Regions from separate parts of the Mus musculus genome. Here regions 2, 3, 4, 5, 6 and 7 are each linked to region 1. The links are chromatin contacts, called in public HiCAR-type and promoter capture Hi-C maps. All regions are on one chromosome and are shown on one strand. Each heading gives the region's core, a stretch centred on a gene start, on an enhancer-like site or on the middle of the called end of the contact. The rest is flanking DNA. Distances are from core to core; before and after follow the strand shown. Region 1 holds the start of Mrpl17 (mitochondrial ribosomal protein L17). Region 2 holds the start of Ppfibp2 (PTPRF interacting protein, binding protein 2 (liprin beta 2)). Region 3 overlaps Ppfibp2 (PTPRF interacting protein, binding protein 2 (liprin beta 2)). Region 4 holds the start of Olfml1 (olfactomedin-like 1). Region 5 holds the start of Cyb5r2 (cytochrome b5 reductase 2). Region 6 holds the start of Trim34a (tripartite motif-containing 34A). Region 7 holds the start of Ovch2 (ovochymase 2).

Region 1 (3,160 bases), core at 416-2,915:
AAACTGTCTCAGAAAAAACAAAACCAAAGCAAACTGGCACTGTGTGGTGGTGAACACTTGGGAACACAGGGACAGGAGGACTGCTGCATGGTGGATATAGTCTGGATTACACAGCAAGATCCCCTCCCCTCCAACAAACAAGCAAAACTAGACCTAGAATTTAGAACCTAAGTTGTGAATTTACTGTCTTAGGAGGCTGAGCATCTGGATGCCTCTTACTTTCCATAAATCCTAGGGAAGGACAAGAAAGTCAATATCTTATATTCATATTAAGACTTTTATCTTCTGTGCAAAGAGGATCGTGTGAGTCAGCAGGGAGGTCTGGGTCTCATTATGAGGGGGCTTTACAATGCTACTTCCAGGCCTCACACACTACACGAGCTCCAAGACCCACGAACACGGGCACCACACCTATGCACCACTCTCCAGCTCCAGTTAAGTCTTTGGTGTTTGAACTGTACAGGAGCTGTGGAGGCTTGCGTCCTGGTTATGGTGCAGGTCCTGCTGCAGTCCCAGGAGCAGCTGGTTTAGGAGAGTAAGGTTGCTGTCTCTGTGAGGCAGAGGCAGGGGAGGGAGGTAGTTCCCTTTATATTCTATCACCGCCATCTTGGCCCGATCTTGCTCCTTCCGATTCGGGATCTGTAGCATTCTTGTGTAGTTCCCATTCTGACCTTGGAACCGAGGCGCTAGCACTTTAAACAGCTTTGGGATCAAGTCCTTCTCCTAGATGGGGAGAGTTAATCAGAAAAAATAGTCACAACTGTAGAGGCATTTAACTATAGATTATTCCCAGAGGTAGGGTTCAAAACCATCTTCACAGGCTTTCCCACCACCCATTCAGGTACCAAGTTACACAGAAACACTTACAGGAAGTTATGCGGATGCTCATTTTACCCAAGTCAAATAAGAGAAATACGTGTCTAAGGTAGTTCGCAAGTCTGGTACATAAAAGAATGCCCTGCCTTCAATCTGCCAGGTACCCGGTTCTCTAAGGATTCCTTCCTCACTAGCAGGTAGGGAGCACTCACTGTGAGCCAGAAGTCAGCCATACGCATGGCTCGTTCGTTGGTGTCGCCCAGCTTTCCATAATCGATGAGCTGTGAGGACAAAACACATGGATGCAAGACGAGTCAAGAACCGAGGCGCCCACCTTACTCTTCTGTCTTACCTTCATCCAACCATCCCACCAGCTAAGCTAATTCTGGGCGCTCCTTCCTTCGGAGCCCCAACCAGCCTTCCATTTGCTGCGCAGGAGTGACGCGTTCAGCTGAGTGCCACACGGGAATTCGCTACCGTGGAAAGTTCTCCCAGCGTGGCCCTACTCCCCACACACGGCCAGAGCGGCGGTCTGAGGCTGGACCCGGCGGTGAATAGCTTGGCTCTCACCTTCTCCGCGTAGCCCCTCATCTCGTCCGCGCGTGCCCATGTCGCCTCGATGCGTTCGTGGCGAACTAGGCCCGTGAGCAAGTTCCGCAGCAGATGGATGCGGGACTCCGGACCCAGGCCCAGGCGGCGGTAGACGCGGCCGTGGGAGATAGCGGCAGCCAGCGACAACCTCATGCTCTCACCTCAGCCCCTCCTCTCGGGGGCCCGGAAAGGGAAACTCCGAGCTGTGTGTGCGCGCGCGGGGAGAGGGGGAGCAGAGGGGCGGAGGCACGTCTCAGAGGACGCATGCGCAGTAACTCGGCGCGTGGCTACCGCGTTTGCGCGTGCGCATCAGAGCCTGCCTAGCTGGCAGTCTGAGGGAGGGCGGCCCGACGTGTTGACGTTTCTGGAGCGACGAGCTGGGCGGGCCTCAAGGTCTGCGGTGCTCTGTGGCGAACTGGGATCTCGGCGCCCCCTGCCGGGTTTCTCTTGCACTGCGTCGGCTGGCTGGGGCGTTCTTGGAGGAGGCGCCTTCCGGGCGGAGCATGCCGGGAAAGTGAGTACCTGAGGAGAACTGCGTCAGAGGGGTGGGCCTGTGGTGGAATGTGGCGCTCTTGCCTGAGGAGTTGCAGTCCTGGCTGGTTTTGTGACGATGCCAGTTTAAACCCAGTCTTTATTAGTGATAGTGAGATAAATTATGTCCAGGAAAGCTGCAGGTATTATGTTCTTTTATTGACATAAATAAAAACCTAAGTTAGCACTAAAAGCTAAAGTAATGGACAAATACCTGACATTTAAAAAAAAAAAATTATTCTTTTCTCATACAATATACCCAGACTGCAGCCTCCTCTCCCATCACTCCTCCCAGCCCCCACTCTCCTTTCTCCCCTTTCTCCCCCTAGAAAAGAGCAGACCTCCTAGGGACATCAACCAAAGCACAATAAAACCAGGCACAAGGGGGTGGGGCAAAAAACAAACAAACAACAACAACAACCAACAAAAAAACAAAAACCAGGCACAAACCCTAACATCAAGTGTGGACAAGGAAACTCACTAGGAGGAAAAGAGTCCCAAGAGCAGGCAAAAAAGTCAGAGACATCCCATCTCCCACTATTAGGAGTCCTCCCAAAAAACCAAGCCAACAAACTATAACACATTTGCAGACAACCTAGGGCAGAACCTTGAGGGCTCCATGATTGCCCCTTCTTTGAGCTTCCATAAGCCCTGCTCAGTTGATTCTACAGGCTGTCCTCACCTGTGTTCGACCCCTCTGGCTCCCACAATTATTCTTCCTTGTCTTCTGCTGGGTTTCCCGAGCTCCAAGGGGCGGGACCTTATGTAGGCCTCCAACCCAGGTTCTTTCTCCTCTTAATGTTTGTCAGTGGGCCTCTACATCTCCCATCAGCTGCAAGAGGCAGCCTCTCTGATGACGACTGAGTTAGGCACCAATCTATGAATCTAGCAGAATATCACTAGGAACCATCTCATTGAATTTTTTTTATTTATTTTCGGCACTACAGTTTGGTTCTTCCCTAGGTCTCTGGGTGGATGAATACTTTTTCTTAAAAAAAAAGTTCTGTGTGTTTGTGTGTGTGTGTGTTCCCTTCCATTGCTCAGCATCCTTATGGCTCTTTGAAAACAGTTTTCTGGGAGGAATTGGGTGAAAATATAGTCTAGCTCTAGTATTTAACAAAATGATGATCATATTAGGGCTTATTTAAAATGAATTCATCACAGTTGGAGTTACTAGGACAGAACAAATAACACATTTCAAATGGAAAAGGAGTAATTTTTA
Region 2 (2,856 bases), core at 226-2,725, 1.8 Mb after region 1:
GGTTATCCTCTCCAACGCCAAGAGATCAGACCCTCTGGAGATGGGAGGAGAGCGTCTGTACTTTTTTTTTTGTTTTTTGGTTGTTTTTTTTTTTTTTTTTTTTTTTTTTTTTTTCGAGACAGGGTTTTTCTGTGTAGCACTGGCTGTCCTGGAACTCACACTGTAGACCAGGCTGGCCTTGAACTCAAAAATCCACCTGCCTCTGCCTCCCGAGTGCTGGGATCAAAGGCGTGCACCACCACGCCCGGCGTCTGTACTTTTAAAGCTCCTTCCCAAACTGCACAGAAGCTTGAGAAAGCCAAGTTCATAAAACATTTTACAAAATAATTGTATAGTTCTGAGAAAATGCTGCAGTTTCTGGGGGCCTGGGGGAAGAAACTGCCCCCGTGGCCCCAAGCTACCAGTGGGATTTGGAACTGCCCACACTTGAACTTATATGAACTGCGCAGGCTCTGTTTCCAAAAGCCTCTCACCCGCTATTTTAAGGAAGTGAAAGAACCGAAGGGTGTCCTGCTGTGACACAAGTCTGGGGCCCCAATCTTCCTCTACTGGCTTTGCCTTTGCTCTGCTGCTGGCCATGTCCCCGCAGTGCTCACACACCTGTTTGCCACAGTATTTATGATCTTCTGTTCATGTGTGCAAGCCTCTGGTCATACCAGTAATTTTAGACTAATTTTGAAAAAAAAAAAAAAAAAAAAAAGACGAGTCGTGTCTGTCAACACTCCAGGTGTAAGCAACTGGAGTCCAGCTTAGTAGAGACTCCTGCCAGAGTCCCTGTATCCCTGCCATCTGAGGCCCTGGAGATTCTAAGCAGATAAAATGAGCAACCGGCCCTTGGAGGCCCGGGTAGGGCAAGCAGCTGTGGTAAAACCCAGGGCCTTATGCACGCTCGAGGTAGGTGCTGGGATTCGGTCTCCAGGTTTTTTTTGTTTGTTTGTTTTGCATACTTGTACCTGACCTTGCAGGGCACAGGAAGTGTTCTGTCTTCAGCTATTCACAAGACAGAACACCAGAGCTTTAACCACTAGAGGGACCTTCAGGAAAGGCGGGGGGAGCGGCGGCGGAGGTTGAGTTAGACAGATCTAAGAGTGACATGGAACCCAAATTGGGGTTGGTCTGGGCTGATTGGGAATGATACAGGTCTTAGACTACCCTTAATCTCAATGGGGTTACACAAGGCCCGCTGTGTGTGTGTGTGTGTGTGTGTGTGTGTGTGTACGCTTGCGCTTCGGTGCTCCTTTCTGCAATTCTCCGCACGCTTTCCTCGTCCTGCTGACAGATTACAAAAACTCTGGAGACCTGAGCACAGTGGGACACAAGGAAAATGCCTAGGGTCCTTTCTGCGGCCGGAAGAGTGCAAGAGTCCTAGGTGCAAGCAGTGGGCTGGACCCAGAGAGGGGCGTGGTCTCCCGGGAGGGGCGGGGTTTGAGCCAGCACGGGAGCTCTGCCTGGGGGCGGGGCTGACCAGGCAAGTCCCTGTGGAACTGGAACTGTGGCTCTTGGGTCCTCGCGGGCCACTGCGGTGCGGGAGAAGGAGGAGGGGTGGCAGAGGGGCGGTTCCTAGGGGGAAGGTCCCAGCAGCCAGAGAGCCACACTCCGGGACCAGCCTCTCTGGGATCCCCGCCTCCGTCACGTGGGTGCCGAACCGGGTCGGTGCTGGCGGGTCTGCCACTTGGTTGGCAGTTGGTCCTTGGGCCAGTGGCCTGTCACTGGGTTCTCCGCTCTTATGTTGGAAAGTGTGAGGGACACAGGAGCGACCTGCATACCTGAGCCTCCGAGAGAGAAGCTGCACTCTGGCATCCAGGTCAGTGGGTCTCCCTGCCTCGGCTCACCGCTATCCCGGGAACTGAGTACCCCCAGATCCAAGAACTACATGGGTAGTTGGGCGTCTGTGGTCTTTTAGACCTTCGAACGTTTTCAAGACTTGGGGACCCACTTATTTGTCTGGGAGACTGAGAAAAGGGAGCAACTCCCCTGGATTTGCTTGAGTTTTCTACCCGACCTCGCTCTGGATGTGCCACCTGCCCCGCGCTTCTACAGGTGGCAGAGTGGTCCCCAGGATACCGGGGTGTTCCGATATCTCAGAGTTCCGGGCGATTTTGACCCAAGCCTTGAGTCCCGTGAGGGCAGCAGTGGCATCAACTGGAGATACCTAGGTGGGTTTGTTCCATAGACCTTTGGTCCAGAGCGCTTTGGCCAGGAGCAGTTCTGTGCACTAATTGCTAAATGCAACACACTTCCCAAAGGCTCAAGGCAGGATTAGGGTGTGGGGATGCTTCTGTTTTTAAAAGTGGGTCCTCTTCCCTCCTTCCATCCTGACGCCAGACCCATACTTTTCCCTCCGATCAAAATAAGGTTATTATATGTTTAAAAACTAGAACTTCCAAGGTTCCGGTAGGATTCAAATAGGCATTCAGCTCTTTCTTAGAGCACTGAGATATTTGATATAGATCAGTCTTCCTCTTCATATTTTGGTTTTATTTCTGCCTGTGTTCATTTCTCTTGGTCCTTAATTGATTATATTGTAGACTGTAGTGTTTATTAGATTACCGAGTATTTTGTTAAGGTAAATGCTCAACTACAGGAAGGAAGTCAATTACAGACCTAATTAATCTTCAGTCTTAGATTACTATTGGTATACTAAACATGTTATCTGATTAGAAATTATTTCTTTCTTCACCAGCCCGTTTGTATGCATATTTACGTGACTTTGAAGTGGAATATTGTTAAGTCTTTTGTTGTTATTTTCATTTGGGATTTTATTTAAGGCTGATGGTGATGGGAACTGGTGATCTCATTTAGACCCTTGTGAATGCTTAGCTAGGCAAGTGCTCTACCACTGAGCAACAACACTCA
Region 3 (2,745 bases), core at 61-2,560, 1.9 Mb after region 1:
AGGTTCTGAGTTCAAATCCCAACAACCACATGGTGGCTCACAACCATCTGTAATGACATCTGACGCCCTCTACTGGTGTGTCTGAAGACAGATATAGTGTACTTACATATAAATAATAAATAAATCTTAAAAAAAAAAAGAAGAAGAACAAACCAACAAAGATAACATTGCTGAGTGTTGCCCCTTTCTTGAGGGAGTTTTCAACCAGAGATCCCAGAGTTAGAGGATGCGAGCTTAAATTCCTGCCCTGCTTACCACCTGTACAAATGTGTATGCAGAAGTGATTTACACATCCCTTCCTCAGTCAGGCAGCGTCACTGACTTCCCATCCACAATGCCATAGTGAACACTCATCTGTAGATCTTCCCACCCCGGAGCTCCCCAGTCTCATCTCCAGTGCATGTGACAGCTAATCTCTGTTCCACCTCAGTGGGCAGTCTCACTTTCTGCCTCTACTGGATTCCTCTCTGCATGCCTTCCTGTTTCTCTAGTTTAACCTCCTCGTCAGAACAGGACGCTCATGCTGGCATCTGCGGTTGGCACTCAGCGTTTGTTCTCTGATTCTTACGGCCTGTGAAGCCTCGGAGGCTTGCCACTTCCTCCTCTGGCTCCCCACCTTCCTCACAGAGAAATAGATGCTTCTCTCGCTTCCTGCTCCTCTCTCCACTACCAGGGAAGCTGCCTCCACGTCAGCATCTCTGCACCTTCCACTCCCAAGCTTGACCTGTCTACTTGTGACACCTGTATATGAGCTGGGCACATCTCATGGAGGTTCAGATGTCAGAGGAAGGGGATGCCAGGATATACGAATAAGAGGATAATATTGAGTTTTAGCCTGGGAGGTAGCTTGCTTGGTAAAGTGATGAGCATGAGGACCTGAGTTCTATCTCCATAACAAATGTTTAAAACAAACAAACAAACAAAACTACCACCATCACTACCATCAACAATAAAATAACTCCCCTCGCCCCCTAACCCCACAGTCCCACATGTAGTCCTAGCAGTGTGGGGTGGAGGCACGCAGATGCCTGGGGCTTGCTGGCCAACCAGCAAGAGACCTACCTGTTCTAGAGGAAAAAACAAATTAAAAAACTAAATAATATACCTAAGGTTGTCCTCTGGCCTACATGTGCACATGCAAATGCACACATATGTACATTGCAGTTTCTTCTCTCTCATGTCTGAAACTCCCTGGCCTTCATTTTTAAACGGGCACAACACAGCCTTTCCTGGATCCCAGACCAGTTTAAAGCACAAAGCTGCAGACACGGAGCCTGCTGGCTCCAGACAGCTGTCGACAGTTGCTGCTGGCCCAGCCCCCTCTGCATGAGCCTTATCCAGTTTGGAGCCTTCTTGCTTGCTCCTTATCTGTCACAGCTCTGACATTCTCTCTCTTCTCTTCAGGAGTTACTGCAAGAGCTTAAGCACCTCAAAATCAAGGTGGAGGAGCTGGAGAACGAGCGGAACCAGTATGAGTGGGAGCTGAAGGCCACCAAGGTAACCGGCAGTAGGAGGCACCCGAGGAGGGTGAGGGGTGGGGCCCCTGCTGGGAGGGGCTTCGCTCTCAGGCTTCCCTACAACAGAAGTGTGGAAGTGCAAACCAGCCCCACACAGTGGCACCTAGGCTGTAGTGCAGTTCTGCTGTAAAAAGGTTCCTCATGAGGAGCCTGGGAAACTGAAGTGAGAGCCGCTGAGGTTCCCCGGCCCTACCTCCTTCCCCAGCAGCATCCTTCTGTCCCTGACTTAGCCAAGGAGGTTCTTGGGAGAGTGGGCGAGTGGGCTGGCAGGTGAGTGACAGCAGAACTCGGGAGTGTGACTGTTGGGATTGCTGGAGACACCTGTGTAAACTCAGCAGTTCCTGTCATTATTGGTTTTCTAGAAATAATAATAATCATGCATTTCTCAAACGATAAAGCTTGCTTTATTTATTCAACCAAATCATTTTTACTGTATTGGGGAGCTTGTTGTATAAAGGACACCGAAAAGAAATTCTTTAGTGGGATATTGTTTTCTTCTTTCTTGTAAGTTTCTCCTCATTGAACTGCAGGGGTTAAAAGTAGTGTTAAGTTGGGTAGGTATCTTGGGGCACTTGTCATCCCAACATACCCACAGCATATTGAATCAGGAGGGTCACTTGCAGTTGGAGGCTATCTTAGACTACATAGTGGGTTCCAGGCCAGCCTGAGCTAAATAGCATGCTTCTGTCCCAGAAAACAACAGTACACCAAAACAAACAAACAAAAATAGAAAAAAAAAGATTTAAATATTTTTGTCTGTGTGTTATGTCTTAAAAATGTTAAATTAGTTGTCAGGTGAACAATAGGAAACATAGCACTAAAACTAGTTAAGCTATTTTTAGAGTGTGTGAGGGTGGGATGGATGGAGCACCGATGTTTGGGTAGCATGTGCTCTGGCTACCTGTGGAGGTCAGGGACTTAGGAAGTGGGTCCCCTTGAGTTGTCAAGTTGGGGAGGCAGGAGCTTTTGTCTGTTGAGCCATCTTGTCAGCTCAGGAGTCTGTTGTTTGAAAAATATATAATAAATTCCAAAATGAATAAAAGATCACTGAATCTCCCAATACAGAGAAGAGACTGTTGGAGCAGAAGCAAAGTTCTGGTCACTCTGATCTGCTCACTAGCATTGTGTGGCTGTCACATTACCGGACTGTGCCTTCTGGGGAGTGACAGATAGTAGGATTCAATAACAAAGGGCTTCACTTGGGCATTAGGAGGAAGAAGGAAACTCT
Region 4 (2,755 bases), core at 81-2,580, 1.8 Mb after region 1:
AATATGTGGGAAGAAAGACACAGATGTCCGAGGCAGTTTGGTTTTGGTTTTGTTTTGTTTTTAAATAAGGATGTAAGAGAAGTTAGCTAAAGTTCAGGCAGTTTTGGAAGGAGTTCAAAGATGGTTCTCTGAAACAAGAGCAATTGTTCTTAACAATAAGGAGATGGTGCTTGGAACATTACCAAGGATATAGGGAAGAACCAGTTAGCGACCAAAATCATATCAAAGAAGAGGAGAGAGGAACATCTATTAAGAACTAGGATATTCAAGAGCTACCAATAAGAAATGTTCAGATTTTAGATTTCAGCTACTTGTGTATGGATCAAATGCAAACTCAGGTCTTCTACCTCCCGACCAGGGCTCTTTCCATATTCCATAAATGCTCCAATTTCCCCTATTTTAAAAAGTGATTCATTAACAATGCAAAATAAAACAGAACAGAAGATGGAGGTGGGGTCCTGGGCCTGCCTATGGAAAAAGAGGTAAAGGTGGGGAGGCACTAGCACAGGAAACATAAACATGGAAGGTTTTATGGCTTTGCTCCAGCAACGGGATTTCTCTTTAGCTGGCCTGAGGGTCTGGTTTCCAGGCTGCTGCTAATGGGAATTCTGACACTGATGATGGGAAACTCGAGGACTTTCTCACAGTGGGATTACATTTCCTGATGACTCAGTGTCCCAAAAACCACTGTGTCAATCATTCATTCTCATCCTAAAAATTTTCTTCTGGGCCAGGAGAGATGGCTCAGTGGTTAGAAGCACCTGCTGCTCTTGCAGAGGACTGGAGTTCAGTTCCCAGGAATCATATCAGAGAGATTGTAACTCTGGACCCAGGAATCTCTGAGGCCACGTTCTGGCCACTGTGGGCCCCATATTTTCATGCATACATGTGTACATGAATTAAAAAATAAATCTAAAGAAAAAGGAAAAAAATTTTTTTCTTCTAAGTTCAATCCTGACAATTCTCAGCTGTTGGTCTGGGTAGCCAGGCCTGTGCCCACTGTACCCCTCTGCCCACAGAGCAATGCTGCCCTGTACACTTTTCTGAGATGGCATAGATCAGCATTCACATTTCCTTGCTATGCCTTTAAGAGCTACGAGAATGCAAGAAACAGAGGTGGGGTCTCCTAACAGAACTTCTTGGAAAAAGATCCTAGGAATTTCTGCCAGAAACTGAACTGAAATTCCAACACTGAGACCTTGGGGGGTGGCCTGTGTTGAGCTAGGCCTGCGATTGGACTGCACAGTCTATTAAGGAGGAGGGAACCAAAAGTAAAAGAGTTGGGGGAGGGGAGAGGAGAAAAGACCTCCCCTCCCCTTCCCCAACCCGTACACTCTGAACCTGGAAGCTGTAAGTAGCCATTAGCCTGGAGAGGGTCTGTGCATGGCCAAGCTGAGGGCAGCAGACACTGGACCCCCGGAGCTCTCTGCAACCAAGTGAACACGTAAGGCCTGCAGAGACTGGCTTGCCAACAGCTGGACTTGATCACCAGCTTGAAACTGAGATCATGCACCGGGTAGAATAACAAGCGGACTTTGTTCTCTCTGGCTATGCAAAGCGTTGTTTTCCAAGGAATTGCCACAGCAGCAGACAGAAAACCAGAGATCACCACCCGGACCCCTGAGTCGTTTTAGAGAACCAGAGTTCCTGGGAAGTGTGCAGGATGGTGGTGGCCCTTCAAGAAGCTTCTGCTTCCCTGGTTCTCTTCCTTGCAGCATTTCTGCCCCCACCACAACATGCCCAGGACCCAGCCATGGTACACTACATCTACCAGCGCTTCCAAGTCCTCGAGGTAGGTGACCTGTCTTCCCTTCACAGGGAGTATGCCTCTTGGAAGTCACTCTGCTGTGCCCCCACTTTGCTGTCAACTAGGGTGCATGTCTTCCTGATACAGAATGAATCACTGCTAAGATGACATTTACAGATGTGCATAGCCTAGCAGCTCAGATGCCACCTCCATTGCAGGCCGCTTGTACTTTCCCCTGGCAGTTTTTCTAACCTATAAAATGGACATAGTGATAGAATTTAGGTTCAAATGATACTCTGCAGATTTAATAAAGAGATTTCAAATTAGGGATGTTTTATTTGGGTCATTAATCCATACTCAGAACATAGCCTAACTCACTGAGTAAATTCTCAGGTTGTTGAACATTCAAAACCAAATAGTTCAGTCTTCAATGTATGAATTAGAACTCTAGTCATGTTTTCTTCATCTTTTACTATATAGGGATGCTAAGTGATTCCAGCTTTTCTCTTTTCCTTTTTATGATAAACTGTTAAGTGAATATAAGACAATGTGGTGTTACATATGGAGGCTCACCATAGATTTTTGCTTTTTATTCCTAACTGGACTTGGGTTTGGAAATGAGATTTCCCAGCAATGTTAAACAGAGTGAGAGCATTTGAGGTAGAACTTTGTTAGAACAGTCAAAAACCCAGGGTCGGGAACATGACTCAATTGGTAAGAACTAGCCTAGCGTGCAGGAGCCTGGGGTTCAAGGCTCATCACTGCAGAAACCAGGTATGTTTTATGATATCAGCTGTAACAGCAGTACTCAGGGAGTGGAGGCAGGAGGATCAGGGGCTTCAGAGTCATCTTTGGCTAAACAGGAAGTTTGAAGCCAGTTTAGACTAAGTGGGACTCTATACCAAAGCAAAACAACAAGTGAACAAAATTCAATATTTTTATAGGCCAGTCAGGTTTTTAGGAATAAATTTAATCTTCTACTTTGCAATGCTTTGCTCTTATGCAAGT
Region 5 (2,720 bases), core at 65-2,564, 1.9 Mb after region 1:
CTATTACTATTGTGACAGTCCAAGTGGGACAATGGGGACACTGTCCTCAAGTCCAGCTGCCTATTCCCTCCATTCATGTGGTCCAGGGTTATATCAGTGTACCCTCCATATCCCACAAGAATGGGAATCCATTGCTAATAGGAGCCAAGTACTCAAACACTCAGACTTGGACATGTCACCAAGCACTGCTCACCGACAGGAAGCCCCAGGACATGGTCTGGTGAGGGCAGCCCAAAGCGGAACCTTCTGGTGTTGTGACTGATTTGCTGGTTAGAAAAAGAAGAAGAAGAAAGAGGTAGGCAGGTTCTGTTGACTCTCTAGGAGTTTTGCTTTGTGGTCCAGATCTTTAGAAAGGTGCTCCATTTGGTCCTGAGGTGACTGATCACCTCATATCCCCAGCTAGCATTCTCCCCCACCCCCACCCTCCCCTTTCACCTAACCAGAGGGAGGTTTAGGTGACCCACTACCTCCTTCTCAATCAAGGGCAGCGGGTACTTGGCTTCAGGGTCCTGTAAGGTGATAAGATCTTTCTTCTTGACACTCATTTTCTTCAGGGCTATGAGAATCGCAGTGGCCCCGGTGACAGGTTTGGTCCTGGCAGATACAGTGTGAAGACAGACCTCAGATTTCACCCATGCTGGGCTAGGCAGCTCTAAGCCTGGCTGATCTTATGTCTTACAGGACTAGCAGAGAGAAAGGTATTAATACAGAAGGCTCTCTCTGGGACCAGCGTGCAGAGGTTAGCTGCAGGTCCAAGAAGACCCCTGGACCAGGCTTGACACCTATCCCAGAGTGCTAGTGTCTCCAGGCCCTCATTGGTCATCTGCCTCCATCCTGGGGGGAATGACTGTGGGATCCTTACCAGCTAACAGCAAGGCTGGGGACAGAGCTCACCTCTCTAGAGACTTGCCACACTCACTTCGGATTCCGCTGGAGCAGTGGAGCAGTGAGTGGCTTGGGGACTCACTAGCACCTTCCTATGAGTAACTGAGGCAAACATATACCTGTAAGAGGCGTGGCCAACCTCCCTATAATAGCCCTCAACTCCACCCAGCTCCTCCCTCACTAGGCCAGTTTGTTCTCATCCCAACCTGTTGCAGAAAAGTCTGCAGCTTAGCCCTGAGGCCCACTGTCCCAACCAGCTGGGAAACCGCCCGTGAATCCTGCCTCGGCCACCGCCTGCGGCTGTTCGCCTAGCCCCGGGTTCCTTCCTGCCCCGCGCTTTCCCGGCAGAACTCACCTGGAGCGAGATGCCTGACTTATCCTCGAGATGAACAGTGCCTTTGATGGTGGGGATGATGAAACATCCGGCAGTGGCCGCTGAGGAGCTGACTCCTGCCCCATAGCGACGGATTCGAGCTTCTGTGTCACATGACTCTGGCACAGGACTAGCCTGGCGCTTCTGCAGCTGGCCGGGTGGGAATGGGGCTTATCTCCAAGATCCCTATGCAGGGATCCCTCTGCTTCTTGACTTTCCTGCGCATGTCAGCAGCCTTGAGGAAAATTCAGCCTCCCCAGCTTGTTAAGAGCCTGGCAAGATGAAGGAAGGGGTTGCTGTAAACTTGTTTACAATGCAAACTGAAGAAGAGTTGCAGCCTAGAGGAAGACTGCATATCTTATTTAACATGCTTCCTGAGCTGCTACCCTAGCCTCCCAGGACCAAGTGTTTGCAGGATTGGGGTGACTGCAGCCAGTCTTTAGTGGGAGACCGGACCGGACTCTCAGAGGCAGGATGAGAAGTTCAGATTATGAAGATTCTTCACAATGCATTTCAGAACCTTGGTTTCCTCTTCCACGCTTGCAAGTGGCAAAAGGAAAACTCATTTCATAGTGAGTTAAAGGTCAACTTTGGCAACTTAGTAAGACTAGCTTAAAGTTGAAAAGCAAACACACAAGCCGGGCGTGGTGGCGCACGCCTTTAATCCCAGCACTTGGGAGGCAGGGGCAGGCGAATTTCTGAGTTCAAGGCCAGCCTGGTCTACAAAGTGAGTTCCAGGACAGCCAGGGCTACACAGAGAAACCCTGTCTCGAAAAACCAAAAAAAACACAAACACCAGCCCAACAACAACAACAGCAGCAAAGGACTGAGATACAGGACATGGTTACCTTAGCTTGTGCGAGTCCCTGAGTTTTTAGTCTCTGGTATAGAGAGGGGGAAAGCCCAGATTGTAAAATGGTATTTCATGAAGGTATTTGCATCAAATCATTAGCTCCAACGAGAGACATGTACCCCCAACAGCAGGACTAGGAAGCCTCAGGTCCCCAGAACTGAAGTTAGAGGCAGTTGTCAGCTACCCAGTCTGGATGCTGGAAGCCAAATTCTACTTCTCTATAAGAGTGAGTTCTCTTAACTGCTGAGTCATTTTTCCAAGTCTTAAAATAATCTTTGCTATATAAATAGTTTCCCATTATTATAGATGAAATCAATTCACACAGTAATGAGATGAATATACTCCTTACTTTTACAAGAAGAACTAAATCTTGGCTGAATATTTGATTCCACACAAGGTAGTTGAGGAATCTTCAATGTTTTTCAGAGTTCATAGATTTTTTTAAATATATATATAATTGTTGATGCTGAAACTCAACATTTTGTACATACATAGGAAAAAAGACAGAAGTATGTTTAGGGCTTGTCAGAAGTTGCTTGAAATTCTGCCCCAATCTCAAGCAAAATTTCATATATATTATGAAATTCAAGTTGGTAGCTCAAACAGCAA
Region 6 (2,749 bases), core at 61-2,560, 1.6 Mb before region 1:
GTTAATGGAATGTCCCAACCACCTGGCCTGAAGCAAGGCCAATGGGTAGGCAGCAGTTTCCAGACTTCCTCAGTTACTACCTTGGTAACAGTTCCCAGACCTCCCCAGCAAGTTTCCTGCCCTCACACCCAGGTAATAGAATGTCCATAGAGATGGACCCAATAGATTAACATAGAGGTCCCTACCTCAGAATTCCCTAATGAGCCTTAAATCAGACCAGCAAGCTCTCTTGGGTGTCTCTATCTTGGTAATGGGAGACCCCAGCTTGCTGGACTTCTGCAGAAATCTATCTTTACATTTGCATACCAGTTGAGTTGGGTGTCATTCTTCTTTGAATTATGGACCCTTACAACTTCACTGGCACCATTCCCTGCTGCAGGCATGGTTTCCCTTTCTTGTTTATTGGGTAGACTTGATAATTCTTGAGGGGGGTGGGTAAGAAGAGAGAAAGAGAGAGAGACAGAGAGACAGAGAGAGAGAGACAGAGAGAGACAGAGAGAGAGAGAGACAGAGAGAGAGACAGAGATAGAGAGAGACAGAGACAGAGAGACAGAGAGAGAGAGAGAGGAGCACTACCAGCAGGGAACATGTGGAGAGGGGACAGGGGGAAGGAGAAAGGGCTCAGAGAGAACAAGGAGGGGCCAAACAGTCCCTTTTATAGCAAGCCAGACCTACCTGACTGTTGCTAGGTAACTGTTGAGTGGAGCCTAAAAGGAATGTAAATGTGCTAACCTGGAAGGGATTGGGGATGGAGACACTTGAGAAGGTCAAAGTGGACAAAGGTCAGTGCAAAGCTGCAGATTCTATTTTCATAACCAAAGGGTTATTGTTATTCACAAATTAAGCAAAAGACCGTGCTTTTTTTTTTTTTTTTAATGTGTTCCCATGTATTCCTGGGTTGTTGTTCCCCTAACTGAACACCTTTAAACATTAAGGAACTCAGAGACCACCCTCAGATGGTGACTAGATAAAAATACCGCTGCTGTCTGGCCTGAAAAAGATTGTAAGAAACTGTATAGCTTGCTGGGCCATTTGTTTTATTTTCGGCTCACACGTTAATAAAAGTTTCTCGTGTTTCTTTTGAGTTCGTGGCTGCCTTCTTGCTGAGTGAAATCTTCCCTTAACATGGTCTTTAACCACCTGATGTAAGTGACAGCCCTTAGCTATGGCCACCAAAAAGCTCTTCCTGGCTGCTGAAAACTTCTCCTCTAGCCTTGGATCACCAGAGTCCCTGCATTGCCATCTATTGGTGGCCTAGAGTTTTGCCAATACTTAGGACTCAAAAGTTTCCTCCTCTTTCCTGTATCCGCTGGTTTGGAGTTTCAGTTTCTTTTCTCTGCAGTCAAAAAGGGAGGGGCTGCTGGTTGGTTTGGCTGGCTGAAACCAGTCCCTGGCTTTTCCTCACCGCTTCTGTCTGGAGGAAAGATCTCCCCTTCCAGGTCGGAGGTGAGGGTCCAAAGGTGTGTGCGAAAGTTTGTCCAGGGTGGAGGGAGGGAGACCCTAAAAGGAGAGACTTCAGTGACGCTTAGGAGAGGCTTATTTGCTCACAGATCACAAACCGCAGTGATCTGAAGTTGAGAAAAAGAGTTCGTGAGGAATCGAATTGAAATTGAGCAGGAAGGTCTTTTTTTTTTTTTTTTTCTGGAGAAGCCCCTTCTTTTGCTGGGGCAAGCACTTCCTGTTTCCTTCTGCTCTGCTGCTGTGATACACCTTGTAAACAGGTCTGGAATCTCAGGAGCCCTCCCCACCCCCCGCGTCCCCTCCTCTTCTCTCCCTTCTCCTTGTTTCCTCTCCCCTCTGCCTACTAAGATACTGTAGAGTTTCAGGGGTTCAGTCTAAGAGGAGCCTCTATTCCCCTCCTTGCAGCCAAAGGGGCTATCAGTGACCTTAACATCCTGAGCCCTTGATTTACTTGAAAACCCGCCCCCGTGTCACTTTCTAACTATATGTACCTCTGAAGAGCCACTCTTAGGATTCCATGTTTACTTAAACAGAGATTTTTTTTTTAAATACGTATTTATTATTTATTTTTGAGGCCCGTTTCACCGCCTTACTGAGGTTGGTCCTGGAGTTCTGGGGTCAAATATCACCCTACCTCAGCCTCTTAAAGTAGCTGGGACTGCAAGCTTGTGCCTTCCCAACCCCCTCACCCCTCCACCTGCTTGTTTCTGTCTCAGTAGCCATAAGAGATCCTGGTGTCCTCACCTGGCTTAGGCCTTATTGATCATTCTTGCTTGCATCTTTGCACTAAAAGTTATATCAGTTCTTTTTTTTTTTTTTTTTGCTTAGATAGTAAACAAGAGTTAGGTATTGCTCTGGACAGAGCCTAGGTGTTCTTGGTAAGATATTGATCCTGAATATTTTCCATGTTAGGCTAATATATGGGCATTTTGCATCTTCATAGATGGTTTAAACACCTGCCCGCCATTGTCCAGTACTTTCACTTTTCAGAATTCACCACATCTCCTTTTTCTGAATCTGCACTGCAATGCTAGAGAGTTTAGTCATGGCCAAACACAGAAGATAATTAAGGTGTCTCTCTCTCTCTCTTTTAATTAAAAATGTCAATGGGAAAAAGCGTGTTTTGGCATAAAAAAGCATACTAAGCACCCATTCAATATTTATCTAATATGAAATAAATCGACATGCTTATACTCCAGCTAGGAATGACAATAAGAAGAACTAAGTAGCTTATAAACTATGCAGCTTTTGTTTTCAGACTAAGCAAACAGTTCAATATAATCTCTTT
Region 7 (2,812 bases), core at 196-2,695, 2.0 Mb after region 1:
AACAAGAAAGCCTTCATCCCCGACAACACTTCAATATGTGTGCATTTATGTGGGCTTTTGACTTCTTAAGTAAGGGGTGAGTTTAAATTTGTTTAATTACACTGTGCAATTCTGTGTTGAATTTGTTTCTCTTGAGGTTATTTTTTCCTATGAAGTTTCCAAGAGTGCATATAAAACTCTCCATCATTATCACTGAGCTTCTTCACCTAGATGGCTCTTTGAATGCTTACTACCACTTCATCTGAAAAGTCTTCCTTGATTTCTTCAAACTGGGACCTGGATCTCTCCCACAATATAGCACTCTTTCTCTCCACTCCCTGTTCCCCTTTAACAGTTCTTTCCAAGCTATGTTATGAGAGTAAATTGTCTCCTTCCCTCATTGGACTACAGAATTCTTCAGTGAGATACTTAGGAATGTGGGTCCTATGCATACACACTTCTAAGGTCTAGCACAGTTCCTGGCTTACAAGTTACACCTGAAAGCATGGCTGATTGAGCACATGACTTTTCTTGGGACTATATCCTTAAGAGGAGAGCTACTTAGATCGTCTTTAAAGCATATAAAGCTCTCCCATATAATTTATTTCTTAATCCCCACACATTGCCTGAAAAAAGGACTTTCATCTTCATGTAGAAGACGTGAAAACTAAAAATCAATGAGACCTGTATCTAATAACAGCAAAACATGAAACGACCAATTGTGGTTTCATTCTGAGCCCATTGCATGTATGATCAAAAGCTGTTCCAGCTGCTTCAGATGGATGAGTCATAAATCTGCTAGACATAAAATTTAGTATTACCTGAAGTCACTGAAGCAGAGACAGAAAACATGTTGATTCTCTGGGCTGGCACAAGTCCGACTACAGACAAGCTTGCCAACAACTGTTTTAAGCTCATTATAATCAATGCAAAAATATTTATACTATATGTCAGTGAGCATGCATCATATGGTTATTAGGATAATTTCCCTGAAGATTCTAAATACTTCCAAACCTGTTCTGATCTCCCAGAATTTGCTCCATGGAAGAATACCAGGTTGTGTAATGCTTCCAAATAAGTGGCCAATCCTAGGTCAGTTGGTAAAACTAGGAGAAAATACTTAGGGTCCCTACAACTGTTTATATTTATTTCATATTATTTCAATTCCATATGCTTATCACAGGAGAAAATTCCAGAGAAATATTTTTGAGAACCAATTACATTTCTGAAGTAATTTGCTTCTCTTGTATTCCCAAGGGAACAAGAGGTGGAGACGTTACTCTGATTTGCTGCAAGAGTGATCCCACCAGACAAAAAACAAAACAAACCAACCAACCAAACAAAACCGAAAGTAGTTATACACTTAATTTGAAACTTACTTCTTATGGAGGAAAGGGTTTCAGAATGACCTTGTTCCAAGCAGACCATTCCTAATATTAAAATCAGCTTGTCCTTGCTGATAGGCATGTTGAGATTCAACGCTTCCTCCTGAAACGTAGAGAGGCTGAAGGAAACAAAGGCAGCAAGCTTTGGAAGAATAGCAATAATCCAACTTAAAACAAGCTTATTTATTAACTGAGACTGGAGGCATAAGATGTCTTTGCATGTGGTTTCTTGAAAATGTTTTTTGTTAGATGTGGGGAATCAACTACAAAACTGAAGTCTTGACTGAGCAGCATAACATTCTATTCCACCTACATCAATAAGTTGCTTCCTCCAGTGTTCCTGGCTTAGCAAAGTGGTTTGTGTTTGAGGTTTTGTTGTGATTGTTACTTGCTCCTTTTTCTGTAAGAGGATTAAATATTTGTGTGTAATACTTCTAGCAAGATGCAAACAACTGTGTACTTATCCCTGATAGGTAATTGAGAACAGATTAAAGTAAGGATACCACCAATATCCAACTTGGTGAACCAATGTATTTTATTGGCATTACTTACAGGACTATGGATGAGGGGTTAGTCACAGGAGCTGAAATGACTCAAAGACAGTGCATTAACAAAAGCCTACTCCAGCATGGGTGACAAATTATAAAAGATTGAGACCTAGAGCACAATATAGTCTGTAGACAGTTGAACAAATTGAAGTGTCCTTTGTAGGCAGTTTTGTTGGTTTGAGTCTTTTCTAGACAGCTCAGTGGATCCAAGATTGTATTTCAGCAGTCTTTACTGCTTACATATGCTAGAGAGAGACCTAATGAATCTTACTAGTTTCACTGACTTCATAATATCTTTGTTTACTTCTTGAGCCTTAACTAGGCTCCCTTTACAATATCCTAAGTCTTAAGGAGGTTCTTTCCATGATAAAATGTTTTATTTCCTAAGGATTTGCTACACAACAAATATCAACATTGTCCCTTTGCAAGGGTAGATATTCTTAGCTGTTTGCAAACAGCCCACCAGAATGTACTAAAACACTTTACTCCCGTTCTTTTCCAAGTGTAACCGCATTAGCATGTATTAGTGAGGAAGAGGAGAAAAAAACCCTAATGCAGTAGCACATTCCATAATACATACTGCTACAGACTCTTAGGATTTTAGGATGCTGTTCATTGGCGTGTTTGTGAAGTTTCATTTCCCCCCATGAAAAAAGTATTCTAGAAGGCTAACAATCTTCACTTCTGTACCTTGTAGATGTCTAGACACAAAAAGTGGCTATAATTACTTCCACATTTTCCTCTTTCCTGGCTGAATTTCTTGGCACGTTGTGCTGGCTAGATTTATATCAGCTTGACACATGGGACTCTCAATTGAAAAAAAAATGCCTTAGAAGCTTTGCTTAGAGGCTAGTCTGTGGTGCATTTTCTAAGGTTACCATTGTTGTGGGAGGGTCCAGC

Evidence for each region. Promoter capture Hi-C pulls out the DNA fragments that hold promoters and counts their contacts. HiCAR-type assays count read pairs that join an accessible place to other places.
Region 2: a contact with region 1 is called in a promoter capture Hi-C map of pre-B cells, with 6 times the contacts expected there. The contact joins the promoter of Ppfibp2 here to the promoter of Mrpl17 in region 1. A contact is called at or near these places in 8 of 39 promoter capture datasets (cranial neural crest, embryonic stem cells, hippocampal neurons and 3 more).
Region 3: a contact with region 1 is called in a promoter capture Hi-C map of pre-B cells, with 6 times the contacts expected there. The contact joins the enhancer-like site here to the promoter of Mrpl17 in region 1. A contact is called at or near these places in 4 of 39 promoter capture datasets (cranial neural crest, frontonasal cranial neural crest, maxillary cranial neural crest and 1 more), 1 of 115 datasets of contacts at active chromatin or transcription factors (astrocytes) and 1 of 9 other capture datasets (liver).
Region 4: a promoter capture Hi-C map of liver shows a contact between it and region 1, with 4 times the contacts expected there. The contact joins the promoter of Olfml1 here to the promoter of Mrpl17 in region 1. A contact is called at or near these places in 9 of 39 promoter capture datasets (cranial neural crest, embryonic stem cells, frontonasal cranial neural crest and 6 more) and 1 of 9 other capture datasets (adipose tissue).
Region 5: a contact with region 1 is called in a promoter capture Hi-C map of liver, with 2.8 times the contacts expected there. The contact joins the promoter of Cyb5r2 here to the promoter of Mrpl17 in region 1. A contact is called at or near these places in 7 of 39 promoter capture datasets (cranial neural crest, embryonic stem cells, frontonasal cranial neural crest and 3 more).
Region 6: a promoter capture Hi-C map of the C10 cell line shows a contact between it and region 1, with 6 times the contacts expected there. The contact joins the promoter of Trim34a here to the promoter of Mrpl17 in region 1. A contact is called at or near these places in 4 of 39 promoter capture datasets (the C10 cell line, cranial neural crest, embryonic stem cells and 1 more).
Region 7: a contact with region 1 is called in a HiCAR-type map of astrocytes, with 4 times the contacts expected there. The contact joins the promoter of Ovch2 here to the promoter of Mrpl17 in region 1. A contact is called at or near these places in 6 of 39 promoter capture datasets (the 3T3-L1 cell line, cranial neural crest, embryonic stem cells and 3 more) and 1 of 115 datasets of contacts at active chromatin or transcription factors (astrocytes).

Annotation. Positions count from the first base shown.
Region 1 is chr7:105,809,422-105,812,581 of GRCm38.p6, forward strand. It overlaps Mrpl17 (mitochondrial ribosomal protein L17), which reads right to left and starts at 1,666. Exons shown (of 3, transcript NM_025301.2): 1 at 1,387-1,666; 2 at 1,029-1,097; 3 at 1-723. The coding sequence starts at 1,560. The coding sequence ends at 436.
Region 2 is chr7:107,593,576-107,596,431 of GRCm38.p6, forward strand. Ppfibp2 (PTPRF interacting protein, binding protein 2 (liprin beta 2)) reads left to right here and starts at 1,476. Exons shown (of 25, transcript NM_008905.2): 1 at 1,476-1,804.
Region 3 is chr7:107,707,376-107,710,120 of GRCm38.p6, forward strand. Ppfibp2 (PTPRF interacting protein, binding protein 2 (liprin beta 2)) reads left to right here. Exons shown (of 25, transcript NM_008905.2): 7 at 1,405-1,497. Among named protein-coding and RNA genes, the nearest start is that of Cyb5r2, 49 kb to the right of the region's middle. Within about 2 kb of position 1,311, at least 168 of the 459 cell types and tissues checked have an H3K27ac peak or open chromatin away from gene starts, as enhancers often do.
Region 4 is chr7:107,566,103-107,568,857 of GRCm38.p6, forward strand. Olfml1 (olfactomedin-like 1) reads left to right here and starts at 1,331. Exons shown (of 3, transcript NM_172907.3): 1 at 1,331-1,792. The coding sequence starts at 1,664.
Region 5 is chr7:107,756,718-107,759,437 of GRCm38.p6, forward strand. It overlaps Cyb5r2 (cytochrome b5 reductase 2), which reads right to left and starts at 1,315. Exons shown (of 9, transcript NM_177216.4): 1 at 1,241-1,315; 2 at 468-594; 3 at 194-266. The coding sequence starts at 545.
Region 6 is chr7:104,243,147-104,245,895 of GRCm38.p6, forward strand. Trim34a (tripartite motif-containing 34A) reads left to right here and starts at 1,311. Exons shown (of 8, transcript NM_030684.3): 1 at 1,311-1,446.
Region 7 is chr7:107,799,734-107,802,545 of GRCm38.p6, forward strand. It overlaps Ovch2 (ovochymase 2), which reads right to left and starts at 1,446. Exons shown (of 16, transcript NM_172908.3): 1 at 1,359-1,446. The coding sequence starts at 1,446.